Linked DNA regions of Triticum aestivum: region 2 is linked to region 1. Evidence: chromatin contacts called from public Hi-C data. All regions are on one chromosome and are shown on one strand. Each heading gives the region's core, a stretch centred on a gene start, on an enhancer-like site or on the middle of the called end of the contact. The rest is flanking DNA. Distances are from core to core; before and after follow the strand shown.

Region 1 (2,700 bases), core at 185-2,684:
ATTAGTCATATATATACTAGCTACTGTTAGGTTGATCTCTTCATCAATGGGCCCAACAGCTCATTGGGCCCTTGACCCACGCCCTGATCGGGGGCGTCCAGCCCAAGCAAGGCTGGTGGGCCCCTATCGCGTAGTGCTATAAAGAGAAGGTGGGGACCAGAGGCACAGAGTACGAGGTTCGTCGCTGCCACCGCTCCTCACTCCTAATCCTATTCGATCCAGAGGGAGGCACTGAAGCGATGGGAAGCTCCACCGCCGCCACTCACGCACTCACCACTCTCTGGCATCACCGGCCACCTCACCATGGCCGGCACCAGGAGCTCCTCCACTGCAGGAGAAGGTAGCCACTCTTTCTCCACTCATCTATCTGTGATCCTCTCCTCACAGATGATGCATAGACAGTGTATATACAGATTGATCTATCATGTATTCCTAACCTACACGATCTACAGAACATAACATTGGTATCAGATGCAAGGAGAGGCGTCGGTTCTTCGGGTAGAAACAAATTCCAAAGCAAAAGAAATCCCCTCCCCAAGATCCCGAACCTCACAGGGCAAAGTTTTCACCGGAGAAGGGCCTTTGGCTCGCCGGCAAAGAAGCGCCGCCATCATGGCCGCACCGTTCCTCTTGATCCGGACGGGCATCGGCAAGCCGAGCCGTCCGGACGAAGAACCAACCCCTGAAAGGGGCAAAGTGCAACGCGGCCGATCCGTTCGACGGCAGCGCGCTCACCACAGGGGGGAACGCGCAGCCGGCAAAGGGAATGGCAACGGCGCCACCGTCGAGCTCTTCTCTATCTCTCTCACTGCTGGGTAGTGGTGGAAGAGAGAAACAGAAAGAAAAGAACGAAAAGGAGAAGGGGGGCACCGCAGCCAAACCGCTCGACGGCGGGGCGCTCACCGCGAGGTGGACGTGCAGCCGGCGGGGGGGAAGGCCACGGCGCCGCCGTCGGAAGCTCCACCGCAGTAGTCGTCCAGATCGAAAAAGAGGAGGCGCTGGTGTGTGGAGACAGAAAGGAGAAGACATGAGGAAAAGGGGGGAGGAAAGGGTGGCGCGCGCGGCGCGGTTGCTATCGTTGCCGTCACCGGCGGCTAGTGAAAACTCGCGGTGGTCTCGAGCACCAGCCGTAGGAGAGAGAAGAGCGAGCGGTGCGGATGAGGAAAGGAACGGGGAAGGAGGAAGTGTCGGCGGCCGGACGCGGTGCGGTGGCCGCTTGGCGCCGTCGCCGGCGACCGGGGCAGGCGACCGGGGTTCCGCTGTCTGCCTGAGAGATCGAAGAAGGGAAGAGGAACGAGTCGAATGGAGGCTAGGGTTCGGGTCTCTCTCCAGTTTTGATCGAACGATAAGAACGGAGGACCCTTCGATGGAGATCGACGGCCAAGGGCGAATACCTAGCTCCACACCGGGCCACTGGGCCGAAAGACAAGGGCGCGCCAGGCCGCCCTGCTTGCACTCGCGCCGGGCCTCTTTTCGGCTAGTACAGGAGGCGGCCCAGGCCAGAGCAGGGCGCGCGCGCTGCGGGCCTTTTGGGTCGGCTGCAGCTGCTGCGCGCACTGTGCGGTGGCAGGCCCGGATGGCATTTTCATTTTAATTTTTTTATCTGTCTTTTGTCCGGCTTTTTGGACAAAATTTCATACGGTTTTTTCTATTCAAAAAAGAAATATTCAAAGAATTTTTTTTGTTTAGAAATAGAAAAGTAAAAGTAACGTTTCTGAATAGAAAAAAGTTCATGAATTTATTATTCATGTTTTTCGCTGCAAAATAAATAAAAATGCTCTTTAAAAAAAGGAATCTCTTTTGAATAGAATATTGTAAAGTTTCTGATGCAAAGTAAAAGTCTAATCCTCCAATTAAATTGGAACCAACGGGAAGATTTAATTGGAAGAATAGTTTTCGAGAGAAGTTTTTTCACTTGTGGGTGAAATCAGATTCAGATAGCTTCTGCTATGACAATAGAAAGATATTTGATTAAAGTTTAAGTATGGTATTATTATTTTCTGACCAACGTTGAAGATGACAATATTATAATTCAATGAGTCTTATAGTTAAAAGTTCAAATCTGTGATAAAGTTTGTATCAAAGTGACCAATTTTTAGAGAATTTGATAAAGATTGAGAAATGTATATTGCTAGTTTTCCGCTGCAATAAAGTTCATAATGATGATTATTTTCTTAGCAAAGTTACTTAATAGAAATTTTATCATCACATTATTTATAAGTTATATGTGTTATTTCCATTTCTGCCCAACGGTGATATGGAATTAATGTAGAAGGATGATGTTTTGTTCTAATTCTGCCCAACGGTGATTTAGAATATAAAAGAAAGTTTTAAAAGTTTAATGTGCGTATTTTTTTAACTAGATCAACATGGGGTTATTTTTATGCTCATTATTGTTGATTATTGGCTAAGTTTTTCTCAGACTAAAAGTTTTCCATGCCTTCATTCGTGAAAGCAAATGTCTGGGTACTTGTGACCCAAAAGATGACCAAGAAAGGTCATAATGTGAGGGAGTATGTTCTCTCTAAAGAATGGCTTCAAAAGAAAGTAATTCTTGGATATTAATATCCAAGAAAAGAAAAGAGATAGATCATTGAGAGTCTTGGCTGACGAATGTCTTTCATGTACTCTCTATGAAGAAGATTTTTCAGTCAACATGATTTGAGATGAAACAAGCAACATGCGTGTTTAATTTGACCA
Region 2 (2,700 bases), core at 11-2,510, 390 kb before region 1:
ACAATCTTCGTTCCCTCAAAACACAGAAAGCAAACTGTTGTCTCATCCTCTAATAGTTGGTGATTTCTGATGTGTTTGATTCTCATGCACTGCGTTATTTTCATGAACATAAGAAGTGTGCCTATTTCACATTTTTAATGAACCAAACAAGATTTGGTAATAGCAGGTAGAAGCCAGTAATCTTGGCAATCTCCGGCATTGTCTAATATGAAGTACTTTCCATATTAAGGAGAGACAGACACGAGACGTGGAGCATAGTATCATGCCCCCGTCGCATGTGGCCGCCACCGTGAGGTTGCCCGACGCGGGTTGATCCATGATAGAAAGGGTGGCAAGTGTCGTAGGGCCCACCTGCCAGCTGTGGTGCCCAGATCTAGTTTAATGCCATGTAATCGAACAGATCAGTATGCTGAATGAAAATGCTCCCCAGTTCACATATCCTGCTCTTCAATCTCATCCCCTTGCTGCTCTCCTCACATCCCCAATTCCCCTCACCGCCGACAAAACCTCTAACCAACTGGTTGAAAACGTCATACGCTGGCAGCATGACCTCTACTGCCTGCCGCCTGAGGCAGATCTACCATGTGTCCTAGCAGGTTCCAAGGAATCACATCTTGCAAGGCACAAAAGGATGGAAGGGGGTACCTTGGGGACCGGAGAGGCGGCGGGAGCGGGAGGGAGGCGAACAGGCGCCCGCCCGAGACCCCCGGCGTCCTCGGAGGGATAGGCAACCCACGGCATCGGACGAGGCGGTGGTGCACAAGGCTTCCCGAAACCCGCAGCGTCCTCGGCGGCGACGGCAGGAGAGGCATCGCGCGGCAACGGAGGAGGTGGTGGTGGTGGCGCATGCGCGTGCGGCTTCGTGCTGCCCGCCAGGCTTGGCTTATAGCGCGGGCTGTTGGTGGCAGCGAGGGGCGGCCGGCCGGTCTGCTCACTCTCGAATCCAACGAGCCGAGCCTGCGGCGGAGCAACAAGAAATGGCGGTAATTTAGAGGGTCTCACATCCCGCCAACAACCTCTCCGGCCTCGCAAATCGTGCAATGCGACGCTGGATTAGATGGGCCTTACTTACCGCGGCGCCAGGAGCTCGCCGGCGGTGCAGATCCTCAGCAGGGGCACGTCCGGGAGAGGTTGCGGGCGCCGGCGGCGGGCGGGTAAGGGAGGAGTCGAGGAGGAGTGTAAAATCCGCCGCCGCCGCCGGCGGTTAGATCGAGAGGAGAGGAGATAGACCGGAGAGGGTGGGCTCGGGGTAGGCGTCGCACCAGAAAGCCCAGGTTGGCCCAGTTAACCAAAAAAGACCGTTTTATTCCATCCAGGTGGTGGATCCTATTAAACGTGTAACGCGCCGCCCACCAGGACTATATCTAGCCCACGCGCATGCTATGCCTTGCTTATAGGTTAACATTTTCTTAATACACGGTCAACTTTTTTGTAAACACATTTTAATATTTTCAAATGCTTGACTAACATTTTTTAAATACAAGATTAACATCTTGGGAAGATTCATGCTTTCTTTGCATTACTTTTGAACGGTTTCTTTTTCTTACTAAGATTTTCTTTCGGGTTTTTATATTTTTTACCATTCCTTGCCATCCTTTTTTTTACAAATTTCAATAAATTTAATAAAGCATTGTATTTTTAAAAATTAGGACACTTGAAAAAAAATTGAATACCTATTGAATCCATGAACATTTCTTTTTAATTTCGAAGTTTTTCAAAAACTTTTGAATAAGATTTAATTCATGATCAATTTAAAATTTACAGCAAGTTAAAAAATTAGAAACACTCTCTGAGTCTCGCCAACATTGTGCTAATTTACAAACATTTTTTTAGTCCGGAAACAAATCCATGAATATATTTTGAATTTTCACATTTTTTGAAGTTTTGAATATTTTAAAGTTGACAAACATTTTTTTTCAAATTTGCGACATTTCTTGTATAATGAACAATTTTTTAAAACTTATGATCTTTTCTATAAAAAAATTAAGAAAAAACGACCAGACATAGAAAAAAATAACTGCATATTGAATCTAAAACGAACAAAAAATCACATCGCATGTTGCCAGAACGACAGAGATATATCATATATGGGCCGGCCCGCAAATGCTATAGTTCGCTTACAGCGAGAATAGTATTCGTATCACCTGAAGACCGGTTTCCCCTCTCGTTAGGGTTCCCTCTCCTCTCGGCGGCGACTCAGGTTCCGCCGTAGAGATCTTCTCTCCCCTGCCGGTTTCCCCTATCACCGGAACACCGAGGCCCCGGGCTAAGGTCGAGGGTGAGATCGGGACAGCTAGGGATCCTACCGCCCGCGGAACGTGACCACGGGCAAGAGATCTGATCGATGGCGGATGAAGCGGAAAGTTCGGGCTCCTCCGAACTCGAGGCGATGATGGCAGAGCTGGGACTCCAGGAGGATGATCTGCAGGATGTGATCGTAGAAGAGGACGAGCTCCCGGAGGAGGCGACTCGTTGGATGGCAATTGCTAGGGTTCATACTGATAAATCCTACAGTCAGTATTGGTTTTTCCGCAATATGCGGGTTGCATGGGATCTAGCCCAGGAGGTGAAGATTAAACCTCTCGAGGACAACCTCTATACACTGCAGTTTTCGTGTTTGGGTGATTGGGAACGGGTCATGGAGGATGGACCATGGAATTTCAAGGGGAAGGCAGTCGTCATGGCACCTTATGATGGTTT

The links. A called contact is a pair of places that touch in the nucleus more often than the background predicts.
Region 2: a contact with region 1 is called in a Hi-C map of leaf, with 5 times the contacts expected there. The contact joins the promoter of LOC123107714 here to the enhancer-like site in region 1. A contact is called at or near these places in 2 of 5 Hi-C or Micro-C datasets (both in leaf).

The regions. Positions count from the first base shown.
Region 1 is chr1B:68,585,030-68,587,729 of IWGSC CS RefSeq v2.1, reverse strand. No RefSeq gene overlaps it. Among protein-coding and RNA genes, the nearest start is that of LOC123107695, 73 kb to the left of the region's middle. Within about 2 kb of position 1,434, at least 3 of the 8 cell types and tissues checked have an H3K27ac peak or open chromatin away from gene starts, as enhancers often do. A contact at or near this core is called in leaf, where this site is marked.
Region 2 is chr1B:68,970,278-68,972,977 of IWGSC CS RefSeq v2.1, reverse strand. LOC123107714 (4'-phosphopantetheinyl transferase HetI) reads right to left here and starts at 1,260. Exons shown (of 9, transcript XM_044529659.1): 1 at 1,073-1,260; 2 at 646-957. The coding sequence starts at 848.